Linked DNA regions of Mus musculus: regions 1, 2, 3, 4, 6 and 7 are each linked to region 5. Evidence: chromatin contacts called from public HiCAR-type, HiChIP or PLAC-seq and promoter capture Hi-C data. All regions are on one chromosome and are shown on one strand. The core of a region is the stretch at or near the end of the contact, and the rest is flanking DNA. Distances in the headings are between cores, read along the strand shown. Region 1 overlaps Auts2 (autism susceptibility candidate 2). Region 2 overlaps Auts2 (autism susceptibility candidate 2). Region 3 overlaps Auts2 (autism susceptibility candidate 2). Region 4 overlaps Auts2 (autism susceptibility candidate 2). Region 5 holds the start of Castor2 (cytosolic arginine sensor for mTORC1 subunit 2). Region 6 overlaps Auts2 (autism susceptibility candidate 2). Region 7 overlaps Auts2 (autism susceptibility candidate 2).

Region 1 (2,700 bases), core at 101-2,600, 1.9 Mb after region 5:
GACTTAGTCTGCTTTATAGAAGAGGAAACTGAAACTGAGTTAGGACAATAAAGTCCAATGTTGTGTATCAAATTGGAGTTTTTCTCAGAAGCACATTTGAATGTTGAATCTATTGTAAAGATTATTTTGTTTGTTTGTGGAACATTGATTGAGCATCTGTCTTAAGGCTCTGGTTTCCAGTTTCACATTGTCTTACTTATAACGTGAGGCATGTTTAAAGTACTTTTTATTTTATGTGTAGTATAAGTTCATTGTCTCCAACTCAAAATGTAATTGTCGTGTCGAATAGTCATGACCAGTAGATGGTAAAAGGATCTGTCAGACTGCATTCCTGGTACTGGTTCTCCTGTGAAGATCTAGAAGGTGCTATCTTCTGAAGCTGCTCACTTAGAGTCAGGGTGGATCCACTTCTAAGCAGAGAAATTACTTAGCACTGCACACAACCATCCCTGGGACAAAGCATTTTGAAAAACTGGAGGGTAACCCGCTTGGCTCCTCGGAGTTGAGCTCGCCTGATAAAGGAGAGGCCTGGATACCAGCTGTGCACACTCAGGACGGGACTGTGGCTGTTGGAGCCTGAAACAGTGAGATTCTGAAATGTGACCTGTGGTGTCCAATACAATTTAAAGGTTTTTACTTTGTAATTTTAGTATATTTTATGTGCATGTGGCACAGTTGTTGCTGAATTGGTTTTATGTGTTCGGCAGATGGGACCACTCTAAATCAGAATATTTTATTAACATCAGATGGTAAGTCTTTTGAAATTCTGCCTTTGGGCCATGCAGCCTGTATATACCATTACCTGTGTTCTGACTTCAGAAGCTAGAGTCTAAAATGGAAGCACGTGAGCGCTTTGGTTAGCAGTCGCTGCAGTCATTGAAGAAGCCTGGCCTACCTTTCTCTGCAGTCTCTTGGTTTATGGAGTGTTCTTGCCCCACAACACTGCCCACTGTCAGTAGTTGTGTTAATTATTCCTCTGTTCCTTAGTTGGATTCAAGCCCAATTGTAGTTTAACTTAACAAATGACAGGAAGCAGAACACGTGGTACATTTTTTTCTTGAAAGTTTCACAGAGGCTCATATTGGTGCTATTTGTATGCCTCCCTCCCCCCAGTGTGTCTTTAAATTCATTCCACATTGCCTGTGAGAGAAAGGCGGAGGGAGAGAAGACTGTTTGATAGAGAGTGCTCGAAGGAAGAAAGACAAGCTTTCAGATGTTGTCTGAACAAAGCTCTGGGATGTGAAGACGGCAGCATCTGGGGGTTTTCAAACACTGCAGTTCTGCTGCCTGCTTCCTTTGCTGTCAGAGGAGCAAGAAGCTGCTTCCTGTCATTTCCCATCTTGTCACTTCCAGGCCCAACATCTTGCTGCTTCTTACACCAGCTGTTGTTGTGTTCTTCCTGCTCCACAGACAGATGGTACCAGAGCTCCTTCCATGATCTTTCCCACCCAACCCTCCAACACGCCCTCTCCTGCCTTGTCTGAGTCTAAAGAAATCTGCTGTGTGCTACCTTCATAGAGCAAGTGTGTGGCTCTGCTATTCACCCAGCCTTGCTTAAGGATTTCAGAGATGATGGGAGGGAGGGTAGGGAAACTTCTGGGGACACTGTGATGACAAACCTGTACATCATGTCCAGTGTGAGGTGCCTCACAAAAGTCCATCTTCAGGAACATCTTCATTTTTTTTTCTGAAGTTCTACTCAAAACATGGCTGTGAGTTTTAGAGATTTTTTTTTTCCTTAAGGGCTTGTTTTTTCTTATCCTTCCACTTTTGAATCCAAGGTAGGAGTTTTCCTGATAATCTTGGCTTAGGTACTGTCATTTCACAGAGCAAGCTGTGCAGTGTTAATGGCTCATTTTAAATTATTTTGAGACCATCTCATATAACCCAGGCCACCTTTAAATTTCATATTATAGTCAAGACTGGGTGCAATAGTATTTATATTACTTAATTTATATCTTTACATTTTTACATTTACTTATTGTTTTTAAATATTTTTTGAAATAATATTTATGTGTATTTGTCTTTGAGGGGATATGTAGCAAGACCCAAAAGAACAGCAGAGAGCTAGAGTTAAAGGCATTCACTAACTGCCTAATTTAGATGCTGAGAACCAAACTCAGTCCTCTGCAAAAATAGCAAGTGCCATTAACTGCTGAATTCTATCTCTAAACCCTCCATCCATCCATCCATCCGTCAATCCATCCATCATCCATCCATCGTGTGTATGCATGTGTATCATGTGTGCACATTTGCATGTAAGTACTACAGCATTGCATGTGGAAGTCCAAGAGCTGTTTGCAGAAGTTAGTTTGTTTCCTACTATGTGGGTTCCGGCATCAGGCTCATGTTATCAGGCTAGAAGGTAAGCACCTTTATCTCTTGAGCCACCTTAGCAGTCCTGTGGCCCCGTGGCCTTAAGAATTCTGATCATCCTACCTTGGCTCCCAAGTGAAGGTTGGCATTGCAGGCTTGTGCTACCACACCCATTTTCCCTGGGACTAAACCCAGACAAGCACTGGATCAACCGAGACAGGTCCCTAACTGGTTAATTGCTTAGTTTACACGCACTATTTCATATAGCTATACTGGGTTCCTAGGTGAGGATAGGAATTTAGAAGTTATATTGGAATGTTTCCTCCACCTAGGGCCGATAAAACCTAGTTTATTTATTATAGGTGTTGTTACAAGATAAAAACA
Region 2 (2,841 bases), core at 71-2,570, 1.9 Mb after region 5:
ATTCTAAAATGTAAGTTTTTAAAGCAGCGGTCACCTTGTTTGACTTGTGCTTATTTTTGGATGAGCATAGGAACTTTGGACAGAGTGGGAATATTTGAGCATGGCGCTAGGGGTGCTGTTAGTGTTAACAGGCTGTGTACTCACCAAGTGAACATAGGTTTCCAAGTTCCTTTGGGTTATTTATGCATTTTGGTTCAGTCTAAAGGTTATTTAAAATTTTTGTACTTTAAATGCAAAATTTTATATAGTAGTACTTCTCTAGAATATTATGCATAGTTGTTGACGTAATGGCTTGGGTAGGCACAGATAGCTGGTATGTGAAGAATAAATTACCACATCAAAGCCTGTGTGCTTTAGAGGGAGGAGTGAGTACATTGGTAGGTATAGAAGATTACCTTTATTACACGGAAAATTTCAGTGTTTATATAAACTTTTGTGGGTTTAGCATATTTGTAGACATAAAGTGAGCCTTGGAGCCTTCAAACATGACCTTTTCATTTAGTAGCTGAGTGTCTTTGGCTTGGTTTTTCTTTTTCTTTTAATTCTTTTCCTGGATTTTTGAATCACCTGAATTAATACCTTGCCTTTATTGTCTTTATGTATTCACGTAAACTGAAAACCCCAAACTGAGTGGGTTGTTGTTATTGTTTGTTTGTTTTAAGTTTTTAAGTATGTTTTGTTTTGTTTTGTTTTAAAGTTTTGTTGTGTATGCTTAGCTGGCCTGCCACTCCCATCTACAATGCTGTTAACTCTCCACAGTCCTGCGTTAGCCTTTGGAATTGGTGCTGGAGACATGAGCATGAGCCCACTCCAGGCTTCAGGTTTCTGTTTGGTCACCAAAGCTTTTCTGTGTCTAGAAGACGAAGGTGAATTACTGTTTCTGTCCTGAAGTGAACCTCACACAGCCTTGTTGATGTTAGTGGGAATGCTAATATCTTTTCTAAAGTTCTTCTGGAGTGTTCCTCTGGCTCTATACTAAAAGGACTGTAATCTTTAGAAATTGAGTTCCTGCAGGGAGGCTGACAGCTCAGCAGATGGTGGGAGATTTTAGGGTGTTGTGTTTGTTATCGCTCATGTAGAGCCGACACAGACTCCAAACCCGAGTCTGTATTTCTCTTGGAGCAGACATTAACCTCTTTTTCCAGGCCGAGACAGTGAAGTGTATCAGTTTTGGTAGCCTGGGTTATAAGAAACCTAAATTAGTTTGAAGTGGAATTATCCTGTTGAAAGGGCAGTTGAAAGCCCTTGACACTGGACAGAGGATTGTCTAGTGTCTAATCTTGGCTCAGAACGCAGCAGACATAATGAGAGTCATTATGAACTGGTGATCTCTCACCCCTCCCCTCAGCAGACCGCATTAGACTTGCAAAAACAGAGAGCACTGTGTGTGCTTGGCCCTGTGCCTGCCCTGTGCCAGAGGAAGAAAGTCTACCTTGTTTGTGCTCCAACCAGATACCGATGTATCCTGTTACTGCTAGGCTGGGTTCTGAGTTCCTCTGTTCAAGCTCGTCTTGACAGATGCTGTCATGGCTGACCCTTAGCAAGACAAATGCAGCCACTTTGCAGGAGTTGGCTTCTACCCAGCTGTGCTTGCCAGTGTCCTGAAAGGACGTTCCTGTGTATTTACCTGTGGTCTATTACCCTCCATCACGATCTGAGCTACCTTCAGAATCTTGGCTGTATCTGAAAGCAATGTGTAGTTGTTTGTTCAAATAAATGCAGTCCCTGAACTTGACTTCCTGATCTTTCAATAACAGCTGTTGCTTAAATACATCCTGAGAATCTCCGGGAAGGTCTCCTGCTACAGAATCAGAACTTTGATAGCTGTGTATCATGGACTCTGGAAGCACCACAAAAAGAGACTCTCCACAGATGAATGTTGGGGGGTTTGCTCTGAATGTTAATCTTTGCCTAGGAGGAATGACAGTTTTGTTGTGTTGCAGCGGGTTGGGATGAAAGAAGACAAGTGGCTGGAAATGAGTGGGGTGAACTATGGTGAGAGCTTGCTTCTGAAGGGTGCTGGCAAAGAGGCTTCATTATGGTATTGAAAAACAGATGGGGGCTTCTTGAAGTCTGTGTAAGAGTGAGTGAGTATGGGTCTCCCTCTCCCTCTCCCTCTCCCTCTTCCTCTCCCTCTCCCTCCCCCCTCCCCTCCCCCTCCCTCTCCCCTCCCCTCCCCCCTCTCCCTCCCCCTGCCCCTCCCCCTCTCCCTCCCCCTCTCTCTGTGTGCTATGTGTGTTTAAAAATCATTCTGGCAGTTGTCTGGGGAAGGAATGGACACACACACACAAACACACACACATGCACACACACAGAGAGGTAGGGAGGGAGGGAGAGAGAGGGGGGGTGAGTGGTGCATTATTTTTTTCCTATCAAGCTCTTAGTAAGAGGCTGGTTTAGTAGAGAAAATAAAGTGGATAGGAAAAGATTTAGATATGTGGGTGTCTGTCAATAGAATTTAGCCAACACTTGTAAATTTAAAAGGTGCAAGAAGAAATAAATCAAAGTTAAGGAAAATGGGTATGTAGTTTTCATCTGAGATACAAGAAAGTACCTGTTGAAGAAGCACACATGGCTTTGTAGCTACATCATGACTCCATCAGTCTGGTGAACACGAGTTTAGAGTATCTTGCACTTGAGGTGTGAGTCAGTTGGTAAGGGCAAGTTTACATACATGAAATCTAACTTTGACTTTTAAGACATTGTACACTGTGTATGGGGATGTAAAGTGGTATTCCTAACACTTGGAATACGGAGGTTAGAAGTTCAAGGCTGTTTTTAGTTGTGTAATACATTCCAGGCCACCCTGTGCTACCTTGATGTACTTAGTAGAATACCACA
Region 3 (2,758 bases), core at 179-2,678, 1.9 Mb after region 5:
TAGTTGTTGGAAAGATGGCTCAGGAGTTAAGAACACTTGCTGCTCTTTCAGATTGCAAAAATCTAGAATGACCTGGGGAGAAAGTTTCACCTGAGGAGTTAAGTAGATTGGGTTGGCCTGTGACCATACCAATGACGGATTGTCTTGATTGTTAGTTAATATAGGAGGGCTCAGCCCATTGTGGGCGCAGCCATTTCCTGGCAGTTTTTCCTTACTGTATAGGACAGGAGAAAGGCAGATGAAGTGAGTACCCTGATATTCCTTTCTCCCTGCCATTGATAGTGACTATATTGTTCCTAGCCTCTTGACTTTCTTCCTCAACCTCCCAGCGTGATGGACTGTAACCTGGATCTGCAAGCTGACTAAACCTCCTCCTCCCCTGAGACACCTTGGCCAAGGTGTTTAATCACAGCAACAGAAATGAAATTAGAACAGATCTTAATTATTTTGTTTTTAATAAATACATGGTTTTTTTTTTTTTTTTTTTGGGTTGTGGAGATGTAGGAAAAAATGTGTGTACCACCATACTTGAAGAATGCGTGTCATTGTTATTGTTACTACTTTGTGACAGCATCTCACTACATTGTTCAAGCTGGCCTCTGCTTGTTGATCAGGGTGGCCTCAAACTTGCAGTTGAGTGCTAGAGATACAGGCATGCACCACATCTGACTTTTTAAAAAATTGTTTCAAGAGTTACCATTTCCCCTGAATCTGAGTATATCTAGCTCATTGCTCATAGCATTCTGAGATCAGGTGCCTAACGCTTACATATGCTACGCCATGCTCACATATGATTTCACACACCCCATGTGCTTATTCTTACAGAATGCTATTTCATAATTTCCCTTAAAAACTTGGCAAATTTTAAATGATAGGAATATAACAAATCCCAAGATACTTTTTTTTTCGACTCTTAAAAAAATGTTACCTGCAAACTGGCAGCCGTTTTTCCCAAGCTCATAATATTTCTAGAAGAATATCAATAGCTATATCAGTGGCTAGAAGAAGTAGAAAGAAAGACTTTTCTGAAGGCCTTAAAGTGGAGTCTGAGTCACTTTGTAAGAGCTACTGAGACTAGGCTGTGTTAATGTGGAGGAGTCTTCCATAGCCAAGGGGTAAGTTCTTACTATGGCCATGATGGAGTTAAAGCGGAGACAGAGCCTCTTCCCCACACTGGGGCTCTGTCAGAATAATGTTTGGCCAGGTGTTAATCTGTGTCCCGAGGGGAGGGCTGGAGATCATTATTCATCCCTGGAGAGGCAGGAGGGGAAGCTGAGGCTTGCCTTCTGGGAGGGTGCCAGGCCAGGGCCTGCCCCTTGCTTACTGACATGTGCCATTTGCGATGAAGACAGCTGAAGTCCATTTGAGGAATTCTGCTGTCAGCCAGCCAAGAGAGAAACTCAGAGGGAGAGGCGGGCAGCTTGGCAAAGCAGTCTGGAGTGCAGTTTCCGGAGCAAGATCAGTCAGTGCTGTGGGCACTGGGGAAGGTGTGTGGGGATATAAAGAGTTAGAGGACCAGTCTGGAAACAGTGCATTTTCCTGTTTACCTCCTCTGGCTCCTCCTCCTCTCCGTCTATCTCCATCCCTTGCAAGCTTGGAGTCTGAAAGAATCCTTTGTGGACGCTGCTGCACAGTGGGCTTTTTTCCTTCCCTTTTTCCTCCCCTGACTCTTTCTGCTCTGAGGGCAGGAGGTGAGAGGATGATCAAGTCAAGCTGGTTCTACGTTAAGTTCAAGTACACAGACAAGGTAAGTCTGTATGTTTTCTTTTCCCAAGGGAAGCCTGCTTCTTCTCCCTGAGGTCTCTGGTTGACAGGTCTCCGAGGGACTCTGAAAGCAGAGGAGCCCAGGAGTGTTAAATGTGAATGTGTTTTCTCTGGCTTTAGGATTCCTGGGTGAAACCTGAGTTTTAGAGCTTTGAGTCTGACTTTATCGTGAACCAAGGGGAAGGTGCCTTCCCTGTGCTTGAGAGGAAACGATCTTTGAAGAGGAACAATAATGAAGCTGCTGTAGCAGGGGCCGCTGGTTGCAGCTAGAGGCTGAATAGAGAGCTGGGGTATTTGTTCCCACACTGGTTACATTTGGTTCTGAAACAACTGATCACCCTCCTTACTTATAGCTTGCTTTAATCAGAAGTTAGATTTTTTGTTCTCTTTTGTTGACTGTAGTCTTCATGTGTAGATCAACTTTACAAGGTGGCTTGGGTGTTGAAATGATCTACAACATGTGTTCTGGTAATACAAGAGACCATTACTTTACTCTTTCCTCAGGCATGACGTTTTAGGGAACAAATACCTTTTGGTTGTATCTGAAGTGTTGTTATTAGAACTGTTGTCTTTCCTTCCTGTAACATACTGTTACCAGTGGTTAGGGTGGAAGTGAGTACCTGCGTTAGCATGTATTCCCTGTATACAGTGATAGAATTGTTAATAAAGACAGCTTTATTCACCTCTAGCGTGGACTTTGTACATACTCCTCCCAACCCCCATGTGTCCTCACTCGCCTGGGACCGCCTGCCATGGTTTTGACTCTGGGTTTTCTATATTACTTACTCTTTTAGGAACTGGCAAAATTAGAAATGAGGTTTTTATGTAAATTTGATCATCCTTCCTTCTTGGAATTTTCATTCATTTGCTTGTTCAAAACATGGGCATACCAATTGTACAATTAAGCTCTGATGGGGGTATGGTAAGATGGAAAAATCATGACTGTGTGTGTGTGTGTGTGTGTGTGTGTGTGCGTGCATCTCTTTCTTTGTAG
Region 4 (2,700 bases), core at 51-2,550, 1.6 Mb after region 5:
GTGGGAAGAATGTGTGCTTATTTTGTATCTGTGACCTTTACTCCTGCAGTCCCTCTGACCTGAGACTCACCCTGCCTGCCACCTCCTCTTCCTCAGCCCCAGCTTTGTTCTTCTGGGCCTCATGTGCACACTCCCATAAAAAGGACCTCCTTGCTTCTTTCTGTCTCAGCTTAGAAATGATTTCAGCTAAGGATGTTCCAGGCTTGTTGGAGGATAAGAAGTGAATTAGAATAAGGAGGAAGAAAGGGATTTATTTAGGAGGCAGTTAGACAACTTATGTCTTCTCTTACAGTTTCAGGCACTTTGGAATTATATTTGATGTCAGCTTGTTGACCTCTGACTCCTCTTACCTGTTGTCTGTGCTTTCTTGCTGCTCTTCCTTCTAGCCCCCGCCTCCAGCCCCCATTACGTAGATACACACTCTTTGTACTGCCTTTTAATTCTTTTTATTAGAGCTGGAGAGATGGAAGGTTAAACGTGTACTGTTCTTGCAGAGGACCCAAGTTGGGTTCCCAGTACCTTTGTAGTGTGGCTCACAAAAGAGATCCAATGCTTTGGACCTCTCACGTGCGCACGCACGCTCACATACACACACACATGTACAAAATTTAAAAGATTTTGTGTGTGTGAGTGTAAGTTCTGGTGTACATGCCATGGTGTGGTTGTGGAGGTCCAAGGACAACATCCAGGAGTTGGTTTTCTCTACTGTGTGTGCCCTGAGGATTGAACTTCTGTCCTCAGACTAGCATGGCAAGCACTTTTCCTTGCTGAGCCATGTTGTTAGTCCTTTTAGAAGTCTTTTTGATTCGTTCTCATAACAGCAGCTCCTAATCATGGTTGTCTGCTTTGGGGCAGATGAAAACCCATCCTTTTTCCTGGTAGCACCCTGACATCCTGAAGGAAAAGGAGGGCTCAGATCCTTCTGCGTACCATACACATTCTGTTTACACTCACGTTTACAGGTGGCTATGGTAAGACCTGTAGTACTGAGTACTCGAAATGTGCTCAACACTGTGACAAGCACTTTACATAGAGTATTTCTTATTCCATCGCTCTCAATAAAGTTTATGAACTATCACTGTCTTTAGTCTATAGATGAGGAAGTTGATACTCAGAGAGTTTTAATAACATGCCATTATGTATGTAGCTTGAATCAAACAGCAGCAATCAAGATTCAAACCAGGCAGCCTGTGCCAGGGACCAGGTCCAATTGCTCAAGGAAAGGCTGTGAGCTTACAGCCAGAATAGCTGGCCTCATGGCAGCTTTCTAACTGGGAAAATTTCCCTCTTGCATCAACAGCCTAAAACACTTACTGTCTTCATATTTTCAGCTCTCTAAGAGGAGTGTTTTGGGTTGTTTTCCAGTGATGGAAACTGCATGATTTAAAGCACTAAAAAGAAAAAAAAAGTTAGGATTGAGCTTTAAGTTGCAACTCCCCTTTGACTGTACAGTGAAAGGAATAGGCCAGGAGTGCCCCGGCTTCAGGGGCATTGGTTAATTGGGAGAAGCTGTGTCTCTGAGGTTCATCTGTGTTCCAGTATTCGCAGTAGGTGAGTATCCAGAGGCAGCAAGCCTGTCTGTCCTCAGCAGTCCCATAGACAGGGCTCTCTCCAGCCCCCGCCCCGGTTGGCGCACCTGAGTAACAATGGGGAAGCTTGTTGACCATTTGGCATGCCACAGCCCAGTAATTAGAAACTGTAAAGCAGTAATACAGACATGAGGCAAATCCCCCAGTTCATGAAAATAAAAAAATCTGTGCTCCTGCTTTGTGGCTGAGTGGAAAATCACAACCGGCTGCTCAGACAGCAAAGCAAATACTTCAGGATTTTTGGCAGCTGTTTTGTACATATAAAAAGCTCTAGGCTCTATAGTCATTTAGAGGATGTCATATTTCCATAAAAACGGAAAACAATTGCCCCACTTCCTGGATGCATCCCCTCCCCAGTTTTCTGCAGTGAATCTCAAATTATGAATCCTAGACCAGCAGTAGTGTCAGCATCATCTGCAAACTGTGTTAGAATTTAGATTCTTGGTCGCTACCCAAGACCCTCTAAACCAGGTTCCTTATATGAGGCTGAGCAATTTATGTTTTAATAAATCCCCCTACCTACCTACCCCTCCCCTTCGGATGATGCTTATGCACTAAAGTTCGGGAAAACCTCGGAGCAGAGTGTCAAAGCTTTCTGCTGTGTCAGGAAGTGTGTGCGGTTGGCTGCGCCCTCACAGCCTCTGGGCTTACCTGGGCACTTGCTTAGGGGAAAAGACTTGAGCAGAGGCTTAGTTCTAGTCTTCTAGAAATGATTGTTTATTTCATTCCTTCTGGCTGTACTAGTGTAGTTAGCCTGGGCAGGTCCATAGGCTGTACTGGACAGAGGAGGAGGGCCCTGGGACAAAACCAAGAGCTTTGGCAAAACCACTGGTGTGACATGTTCATTATTCTGAACTGTCATGGACTTTAGGCAGGGTGTCAACTCTTCTGTATTCCTAGCACGTTGGAGGTGGAGGCAGGAGAATTGTTGACTCAAGGTCAGTTTGGGCTACATGGTGGGTTTGAGGTTGGCCTCGGCTGTATGAGGACTTGTTCCTACCTACCCCTCCAAAAGAATCCAACACAGGTAGTGAGTTAGTTACTAAGTGCTTACTGTATATAGGTGTACATACATGTTAGTGAAATATTATTCTAGCTAGCCCATATAAAA
Region 5 (2,700 bases), core at 55-2,554:
AAAAGAAAAGGTAGTCTGACTAATCTAACAGGAGTTTATGAAGTCAAACACATCCAGCAACGGGAAAAAAAAAAAATCTAAGATTAAAAAAAAATATTTTTTTTCTTCTTTTTCTTCTTACCTCCCAAGGCCTTCCACTATTTTTCTCCCCCTGGAACATCCAAGCCCAGGTTCCAGGCAGATCCATCAACACGTCTGCTCCTCCCCTTCCATGGTTCAAAATCCCCCCCCCCCCCCACTTCGCTGGACCCCCAAAGAGAAAAGAAATCAGCGACCCTGGCCCTGCTGCCCCTCCCCCGCTGCCTGCACCTCTTCTCCCCTCGCAGGCACCTGGAGATAAACATCTACTAATGATTTTATGATATTTCTGTTCTGGGGTAGACCGACCTCAGCGCCATCCCTCCCCGCTTGCCAATGGCTACAGGGGGGCCGGCCCAACTGGGAGGAGGGTAGTGGTGGTGGTGGTGGTGGTGGATGGATGGGGGGATGGGGCGTGTTTAGTTTGTAAATTTCCTCCTCCAGATCCCCACACCTGTTTTTCATTCATTCATTCGTTCATTCATTCATTCACGGATGCATCATAGAGGCCATTTAGGGAGGTTACTCGGGATCTCGGGGAAGGGACTGAGACGGGAGGGGGGGGTGTTGGGTGTTGGTGGCAGCAGTTGGAGGCGCAGTGGGGTGGGGGCTTCTGGGTGGAGGGGACCCCCACTAGAGAGCACAGGGGTGGCTTTGTCCGATGCAGGAGAATGGCAGAGATTAGGGGGGGATGAAGTTGTTTTGCACTGCGTCCCCCCGGGGTGCGCCTCTTTGTCTGTCCCGGGGCTGGTACCATGAGCCCCCCCCGACACCCCCCCCCCCCGTCAGCCATCCCCTCGCCCCTTACTCTCTTTCTCTCACCTGGTCTTGGAAGACAGGAAGGCAAGTTTGATGAGGCCGTAGGTGAAGAGCGGGATACTCTCCTTGGCGACGCTGGCAACTTGCAGCCGGTGTTCCAGAATGTGCAGTTCCATCGTCCGCCCAGGGCTCCTCCACGGCGGATCATCCGCGGTGGCCCGAGTTGGGGGGGGGGGGACGGGGACGAGCCGCGGCCCCCGCCCCCTGTGCGCCCCAAGCCGTGGGGCAACCGGCCCAGGGAAGGGGGCCCGGAGCTCGATGCCGGGTTGATTCGTACTCGAGCCAGAAAAAGGAAGCTTGGCAAGTTGCAAAAAAAGGAGGCCTGGGGAGGACCTGCGGGGTGCAGCAAGCTACGGGGTGGACAAGCAAACAGCGCCCGGCTGAGCGCGGCGCCCGGCGCAGCAGCAGCTGGTGTTCGCTGTAACAAACAACTTGCCACTCAAACGCCGGGCCCGTGATGCGCAGGCGCCAGCCGGGAGGCCACGCAATGCCAATCGGGATTTGTAGTCCGCGCGCGCGCTTTTACGCGGCCCTCCCCCCAACCCCCCGGACTACTCCAGCTTGCTGATGTCAAGCCAGGGGGGCTGGGCTGCTGCGCCACGGTGCCCTGGGAATGCAAGATTTCGGGGTTCCCCAGGGACACAGAGGAACCCGATGGGACATATAGGGAATTTGGAGCGGATTTAAGCTTAGATGCATGCTCTTTAATCGCTCAAACTCAGGATTAGGTACTTTCTTTGGGGTGTCAATCGAGAACCCCTTTCCTCAACAAGCAACTCCAGCGTTGGAAAAGGCCTGATCCTGCCAGAGGAGAGATTTAGAGGAATCGGTGATTGTCGTTCAGGGAAGGAAAGCAAAAGAAGAGTTGGGTTAGATAGAGAAGGGTGCCGGCTTCCTTGGAAAAGGGTGCTGGGGGCTGAATGAGAGCACGCAGGCAGGGGGAGGGGGGCGCTCAGAGGGAGAGCTGCGCGGCCTTCCAGGCAGAAGGAACACCGTGTCCAAACGCACAGAAGCGTGAAAGCCCCCACGGTACTGTGTTTGGCTTTGTTGCTGCGGAAAATGTGAGGGAGGATAGAGATAAGGCAGGCACGGGAACCAGGACCCGGGTCTCCGGGATCATGGGTGCAAAGCTGCTGAAGTAACTGTGGATCTGGGAGGGTGGAGGGGTAAGGGGGAGCGGGAGGGGGTTACCGGGGTGAGGTGGAGAGCGGAACTGAATCTGAATGAGAGTTATCCTTAGTGTTTCTAACCCCAGGCTTGAGTGCTGTATGGGGGACCTGTTTAGCAAATATTCTGCCCGCCCCTCCCGCCCCTCTCCCTTTCATGGCTGACTAGGTTTTGAAATCCTCTAGGTTAAAGTTACTGACTAGTGCTTTTGCCCTTTGGCAGAGTGCTTTGACGTTGTGGTGGGTCAAGTCTACCTGACGAGGCGAACAGGGAACTCTTCGGGGAGAAAATCCTGCCTGTCAATCTCATATTCTCAGTTCCCTTCTATCAGATGGGGGCTTATTGTGCTGCCTCATACCCACTAAAGGGCGTGAAACCCAGAATTCTCACTATGTCTTTTAATGTAGTTAAAGATTGGGCCTTCGAGATGGCTCAGTGGGTAAAGACGCTGCCAAGTTTGCTGACCTGAGTTCGATCTTCTGGACCTTGGAAGGAGAGAATGGAACCCTGCAGGTTGTTCCTCTGATTTGTACATGCGTGCACACACGTAATTTCAATAAATAACTGATAGCTCTATTTTTCTTTTGTTTTGAGACAGAGTCTCGTTTATCTCATGTTATCCTTCATCAAGTCTAT
Region 6 (2,723 bases), core at 81-2,580, 1.8 Mb after region 5:
AACTCAGAAATCCACCTGCCTCTGCCTCCCGAGTGCTGGGATTAAAAGCATGTGCCACCATGCCCGACTTCCCATTTTCCTTAGTTGCTTTTGTCAGAGATTTTGTTACAGCAAAAGGAGACAAAACTAGGACAGGTTTCCTTGTTTTTTTCTTAAATTTTAAGTATAAATTTAAATACTTGATTTCTGCAGTGCTGCTGTTGAAAACTTAGCACCTCTTGCAAGTTAGTTCAGCTCCACTTGCCCACCCTCATATGTACACATTCAATCAATACTATTCTTTTAGGATGGGATGTGTCCGGAAAGACTGGTAGAAGGGACCTTTCTTTTCCTTTTCTTTCTTTTTCCTTGTTTGCCATGATTTTCTGCACAAATGGTTGGCTAATATATATAAAAAAATGAGAATACTCATTCAAAAGATGTGTTAGGATTCCTTGGGCCTCTTTTCTGCCTTCAAAACCAGGTCCTGGGGCCTGGAGAGCCTCAGCTGTTAAAAACATGCAGTACAGGGTCACTAGGAGTCCAGGTCATTCTCAGCTACTCAGTCAGCTTAAGGTCACGTGGGGCTATTACAGGCCTTGTCTCCAAAAACAAGTGAGCATGAGTCAATGTTAATTCGATATGCAAATTGGGCAGCAAAGATTGCCAGGCAGTCTTTAGCTCAAGTATTTCCTCTACTTTTGCAAGTACTCTGGTTTCTCTTTCAACTTCACTTACCAAAGAAAGCTGAAAGATAACGTCATTAAAGATGTAAAAGATCCTCTTTAAAGGAATGGTCAAGTCTTTCTGAATGTGGGGCCCTGGGTAGATGCACAGATTGTATACATTCTCTGACCTTAATAGACAAGGAGGCATAGCCCAGGCGTAATGGTCTGCCCTTGTCTTTACACTGAGGAAGGCAGGGTAACCTATTATTTCCTGCGTTGGAAGTTAAGGCTTCCAAAGCGTGAGATTCTAGAGGATCCATCGAGGTTGCCTTTCCACAGTTCAGACATTTTCTTTCACCACTTTCTCCTCCATGTTATATTGGTCCGAGTCCTTGGCAGAGCAGTGTCAATGGCTACATCTGAATGTGAACCTGAATTCTATTCTAAGTGCTAAAATTAAGACAACATTGCTGTGTTTGGTTTCTAATGCTTTTAGGATGTGATACCTAAGACAGCATTTAAAAGTAAGCTTTAACATTTTATGTTAGTCACTTTCCCTCCTTGATTATTCAATCAAGTTAAGTATGGTTAACATACAGAATCCTTCGCAGCTTCCGAGCAGTTGGTAGCAGGTGGAACTTGGAGAAGGTGCAGCCCAGTGAGTGTAGAGCTCTCAGAGGACCAAGAAGTTGACTTTCCACACTCAGAGTGACTCTTGATAAAATCTGAATTGTAAGAAGGCCTTCCCTGTGCTAATGAAGAGGCTAACCCCTGCTAATACTTTGAAGAGAAAAGATAATGTTCTAGGATTTATAAGATCAGAGAAGTAGCTTAATGGAGCTCTGTACTTAACAGATCTTTTTGGTTCTGAAATTGGGCTAATTTCAGGCTGGCATCTGGGATTAGCAGCTTGTACACTGGGGAATTTCATCACTTTACCCATGAGTTCCCAACCCTGATGACACAGCTGAGGAACATTAGAAAGTAGGACCCCCTGGAGGTCGAGTTGTACTGTGTTCATAGTGTTTCTGCTTTGGATTTTTTTGAACTTTCTCAGGAGATTTCATTAGTAACCAAGGTTGAAGCTATTGACTTAACATAGCTAAATATTGTTTTCTACGATAGAAGGGGCTGCAGGGATTAGGAGACTGTTGAGGAGATGAGGGGGCTGAGGAGACGGGTCATTAGCAAGAGTGATTGTTCTGCAGCCATGAAATTATGAATATGGACCACCAGCACTCATGTAGAAAACTGAGCCTGGCTGTGTGTGCCTGAAACCACAACACTGGGGCAATGAAGACTTGCCAACCAGGCTAGCTGAAACAGACAAACTTCTGGTTCCCTGAGAGATGCTGGCTTGAGGCATTAAGCAGAGAATGTTAGAGGAAAACACTGATTCTTCTTCTGGACTTTACATCTGCACCTGTGTTTATGTGTGTATATGCAGCACATCCACAGAATAACAATAGGGAATTAGAATTTTTAGACTATAGTGTTTGAGGATGATTTTGGCAGTTGGACACAATACCTGGGCAGTCGAAAGCATGCAGATTATCAGGGCTGCTCTCTGAGCTTCGTTTCTGTACTGTGACAAACTACCCTGACAATAACCAACCTATCAGTGAAGCTGTTTCAGTCACAGATTCCTGGTTGCATAGCATCATTAAGAACTTACAAAGCAGCTGGGCACATCCGTATTCAGGGGCAGAGAGAAATGAATGATCGTGTGTAGGGTATTACTCATCTGGCCTTCCCTTCCCTTCCCTTCTCTTTTATTTTCTTTTTTAAATTAGTTTTTTGCTTATTTGTTTTATCGTCTCTTTTGTGTTGCTTATGCTTTTATAGCATTCAGGGCCCAGCATATATAGTGCTAAGCCACAGTCAGTGTACCTTTTCCTACCTCATTTAATCTAATGAAGAAAAATCCCTTCCAGGCCTGCCTGTGGGATAACCTGATCTAGACAGTCCTTTCTTGAGACTTATACCCAGGAGACTTAACGGTTGTGTGAAGTTCACAATTGAGTCCAAGACTACAGCTGCTGTCTACTCTTGCTGATTCCTTTTTGAGAATGGAAG
Region 7 (2,700 bases), core at 37-2,536, 1.6 Mb after region 5:
ATAATTACTTGGATATAAGAGATTATTGTGACCTACTTAACATTTTTAAATTTTTTGAGTGGGGATTAAGTTATTTTCTTCAGAATGGTAACCTGGGGAAATTTAGAGCAATTTCATCAATACTGATAGCAGAATATATGCAACAGAGGAACTTTGGCCTGTATTTGAGATGAATGAATATTCAAACTTCCTTCTGAAGGACTCAAAATACAAGATTCACATAATTGTGTTGGCTAAGGCATTTGTCTGTTGATTGCTGAATGAGGAAATTTGTCATGCATGTATGTTTATAACCATTCATATAATGGAAAGTTTTTCGTGGGATTGTAATAACATATCAAGATGGATGTAATTAAAACAGAAGCAGATTGACACCCTGAATTAAATGCAAACCAGAATCCAGGATACCTGTGCTTTGCGCCTTTCGTATTTGCTGCAGGGGCAGTCAGCCAGATATGCAAATAAAAAGACATTGATGAATCTCTCTGGGTGTGTATGTGGTTGCAGAGAGCCCAACTATTTTATTAATCTTTTACCAACCATTGTTTAGATTTGCAGCAATGATGGAATGTATTAATTTGGCAGACCAAATAGGCTAGGACCAGAAAGTAGGAAATAATCAGAGGAAGACATGATTGATAGGTTGTCCCATAAATAACACATGCGACTGACAAAGGGGCTGAGTAATCTTTAGATCTGTGCTTAATGTCATTAATGGAGCTGTTAAACCAGGATGTTTGAGTTTGAACTTCAATCAGAGAGGCCTTGCCTCCCATTTAAAATGTAGACCTATCTCTGGGTATGCTCCCTGGGCTGATCTGTTGACAAAGTTGGTATAAATCGAATTTTTGTAAATTGGATCAGATGTCGGGGGAATCTTGCTGTGAAAAATGAGTCCTTTTTACCAAGCATAGTACTCCTCTCTGCAGGGAAGTTGGGATTTTGGTAGTCATGTGTTCTAGTTTTATTTCTGTTGCTGTGATGAAATACCCTGTCCAAAAACAACTTAGGGGACTGGAGAGATGGCTCAGCCGTTAAAGGCTAGGCTCACAACCAAAATGTCAAAGAGCAGTTTAGAGGAGGAAAGGATTTACTTAGCTTACAATTCTAGGTTACAGTCTATCATCACTGGAGTCACAGTGGCATGAGTTTCAGAGAGCCAGTCATTCCACGTTGACAACCAAGCAGGGAGAAACAGTTGCATGCATGCTACATGCTTGCTGTTGCCCAGCTAGCTTTCTTTACTCTCTCTATTTAGGACTCCTAGCCTAGGGAATGAATGATGTCACCTACATTCTTCCTACAGTCCACCCGGATGTAGATAGATTTTCAGTCCAGGAAACGGGAGGCAAGTGCTCTTCTCAGCTGATTCTAGCCTGGGGCAAGTTAGTTGATTGTTGCAAACTAACTGTGAGGAGCTGAAGAGGTTGCTCAGTGGTTAAGAGCGATTACTGCTCTTGAAAGAGTCAGAGCTCAGTTCCCAGTACTTGTTGTACAGCTTATAAGGGCTGCAGCTGCAGTTCTGTGATCTCTGAAAGTACCTGTGCACACATGGACATACCCAGACACATAGACCCATTTAAAAGTAATAAAAAGGAATCTTAAAAGAACAAACAGCAAAATAACTAGCCAACAAGTCCTGTTTGGTGGGCATGGCTTTCTGTGCTTCGTATCTCCAATCTTCATGTGTTCCCTGGAAGGAAATGACTGTGAGAATTTCATGTTTCTCAGGTTTCTCACCTTACTTAGTCTTGGTACTTCTGGCATTAATTGACGGTGGTTGGACTAAGCTCTTGTCTTTCAGATCTCAGAGCTTGGTTTTCAGGTGCACACCGAGGAGGGCTTGTGGCTATGAATATGGAATATGATTTCCATACCTGCTCCATTGGGGAGTCCAGGCATGTCATAACCACTTCAGAGTCAGGATTGTACAGAGACACCCTAGCTGTAATTTTTCTATATGACAGTTCAGTTTTAAAATTGTAAGGGTGCCAAAAGCTGTATTGTTATTAGGAACGCCGAGGACATCTGTTACATCTTGTTAAACAGGGGAGGAAAACGCTCTAATCAAAACGTCTAATTATGCCCTCTCAACTGAAAGAAATATCCTTTACTGAATTTTTGGGCTCAGTCTAGATGGAAGAAACTGGCCTCTAGAAGAACAGGGATCTAAATTTACTTTATTAAGAAAAATTACCCTTAACTGAGGTGACTTAAGGGCTTCATTTTATCAATTTGCTTTTTACCCTGTGTGTCAAGGAAGGTATTTTCAGAAATCATCTACACTAGCATGAAGCTCTTGTTTTTCTTCTCCCTCTCTCTCCCCAAAGCACAGGAGGCCCCCCAGAGGGAGTTTTTATTTCCAGATGTGGGCCTCAGAGGATATGTGGTAGCTGAGAGCTACCTGGGGGAGGGAGCAAATGGTAATTGCAGGTGAGAGGCAAGGGGATAATTCAGCCAGAGCCCTGGGAGGTGAGATTTCACACCTGGGTGTTGAAACCTGCTCAGTCAGACAGTTGGTTGTTTAATTTAAAAACGTTTCATTAGTCTAACACTGAGACGGTCCAGATTGTTCTAGGTGACCTCCTGTGCAAGGAAAACAGTGGTTTTAAAATAGTGCCGCTTACCATGTTCCCATGTTTGAAAGTTGTCTTACGTAATATCGCAGAGTATCAAGATACATCTCCTTTGACCATTAGT

The links. Promoter capture Hi-C pulls out the DNA fragments that hold promoters and counts their contacts. HiCAR-type assays count read pairs that join an accessible place to other places. HiChIP or PLAC-seq counts read pairs in DNA pulled down with a chosen protein or histone mark.
Region 1: an H3K4me3 HiChIP or PLAC-seq map of embryonic forebrain shows a contact between it and region 5, with 8 times the contacts expected there. The contact joins the enhancer-like site here to the promoter of Castor2 in region 5. A contact is called at or near these places in 5 of 39 promoter capture datasets (the C10 cell line, cranial neural crest, embryonic stem cells and 2 more) and 1 of 115 datasets of contacts at active chromatin or transcription factors (embryonic forebrain).
Region 2: a HiCAR-type map of astrocytes shows a contact between it and region 5, with 12 times the contacts expected there. The contact joins the enhancer-like site here to the promoter of Castor2 in region 5. A contact is called at or near these places in 7 of 39 promoter capture datasets (the C10 cell line, the HPC-7 cell line, cranial neural crest and 4 more), 5 of 115 datasets of contacts at active chromatin or transcription factors (astrocytes, embryonic forebrain, embryonic limb bud and 2 more) and 1 of 9 other capture datasets (embryonic tail).
Region 3: a contact with region 5 is called in an H3K4me3 HiChIP or PLAC-seq map of embryonic limb bud, with 9 times the contacts expected there. The contact joins the enhancer-like site here to the promoter of Castor2 in region 5. A contact is called at or near these places in 6 of 39 promoter capture datasets (the HPC-7 cell line, cranial neural crest, frontonasal cranial neural crest and 3 more) and 2 of 115 datasets of contacts at active chromatin or transcription factors (embryonic limb bud and kidney).
Region 4: a contact with region 5 is called in an H3K4me3 HiChIP or PLAC-seq map of embryonic forebrain, with 9 times the contacts expected there. The contact joins the enhancer-like site here to the promoter of Castor2 in region 5. A contact is called at or near these places in 5 of 39 promoter capture datasets (embryonic stem cells, frontonasal cranial neural crest, liver and 2 more), 2 of 115 datasets of contacts at active chromatin or transcription factors (astrocytes and embryonic forebrain) and 1 of 9 other capture datasets (embryonic stem cells).
Region 6: a contact with region 5 is called in a promoter capture Hi-C map of hippocampal neurons, with 11 times the contacts expected there. The contact joins the enhancer-like site here to the promoter of Castor2 in region 5. A contact is called at or near these places in 8 of 39 promoter capture datasets (the C10 cell line, the HPC-7 cell line, cranial neural crest and 4 more) and 3 of 115 datasets of contacts at active chromatin or transcription factors (astrocytes, embryonic forebrain and stem cell-derived neural progenitor cells).
Region 7: a promoter capture Hi-C map of trophoblast stem cells shows a contact between it and region 5, with 10 times the contacts expected there. The contact joins the enhancer-like site here to the promoter of Castor2 in region 5. A contact is called at or near these places in 5 of 39 promoter capture datasets (cranial neural crest, embryonic stem cells, hippocampal neurons and 2 more) and 3 of 115 datasets of contacts at active chromatin or transcription factors (embryonic forebrain and embryonic stem cells).

The regions. Positions count from the first base shown.
Region 1 is chr5:132,160,156-132,162,855 of GRCm38.p6, reverse strand. The region is part of intron 2 of Auts2 (autism susceptibility candidate 2); the gene reads left to right. Among named protein-coding and RNA genes, the nearest start is that of 4930563F08Rik, 280 kb to the right of the region's middle. Within about 2 kb of position 1,350, at least 41 of the 459 cell types and tissues checked have an H3K27ac peak or open chromatin away from gene starts, as enhancers often do. A contact at or near this core is called in embryonic forebrain, where this site is marked.
Region 2 is chr5:132,228,385-132,231,225 of GRCm38.p6, reverse strand. All of the region lies in intron 2 of Auts2 (autism susceptibility candidate 2), which reads left to right. Among named protein-coding and RNA genes, the nearest start is that of Auts2, 310 kb to the left of the region's middle. RefSeq lists an enhancer at 866-2,074. Within about 2 kb of position 1,320, at least 76 of the 459 cell types and tissues checked have an H3K27ac peak or open chromatin away from gene starts, as enhancers often do. A contact at or near this core is called in forebrain and stem cell-derived neural progenitor cells, where this site is marked.
Region 3 is chr5:132,193,886-132,196,643 of GRCm38.p6, reverse strand. The region is part of intron 2 of Auts2 (autism susceptibility candidate 2); the gene reads left to right. Among named protein-coding and RNA genes, the nearest start is that of 4930563F08Rik, 310 kb to the right of the region's middle. Within about 2 kb of position 1,428, at least 36 of the 459 cell types and tissues checked have an H3K27ac peak or open chromatin away from gene starts, as enhancers often do.
Region 4 is chr5:132,489,036-132,491,735 of GRCm38.p6, reverse strand. The region is part of intron 1 of Auts2 (autism susceptibility candidate 2); the gene reads left to right. Among named protein-coding and RNA genes, the nearest start is that of Auts2, 53 kb to the left of the region's middle. Within about 2 kb of position 1,300, at least 18 of the 459 cell types and tissues checked have an H3K27ac peak or open chromatin away from gene starts, as enhancers often do.
Region 5 is chr5:134,098,352-134,101,051 of GRCm38.p6, reverse strand. Castor2 (cytosolic arginine sensor for mTORC1 subunit 2) reads right to left here and starts at 1,304. Exons shown (of 9, transcript NM_030719.3): 1 at 901-1,304. The coding sequence starts at 1,013. Gm15627 (predicted gene 15627) reads left to right here and starts at 1,411. Exons shown (of 2, transcript NR_166664.1): 1 at 1,411-1,926; 2 at 2,287-2,640.
Region 6 is chr5:132,281,793-132,284,515 of GRCm38.p6, reverse strand. All of the region lies in intron 1 of Auts2 (autism susceptibility candidate 2), which reads left to right. Among named protein-coding and RNA genes, the nearest start is that of Auts2, 260 kb to the left of the region's middle. Within about 2 kb of position 1,330, at least 2 of the 459 cell types and tissues checked have an H3K27ac peak or open chromatin away from gene starts, as enhancers often do.
Region 7 is chr5:132,528,822-132,531,521 of GRCm38.p6, reverse strand. The region is part of intron 1 of Auts2 (autism susceptibility candidate 2); the gene reads left to right. Among named protein-coding and RNA genes, the nearest start is that of Auts2, 13 kb to the left of the region's middle. Within about 2 kb of position 1,286, at least 10 of the 459 cell types and tissues checked have an H3K27ac peak or open chromatin away from gene starts, as enhancers often do. A contact at or near this core is called in trophoblast stem cells, where this site is marked.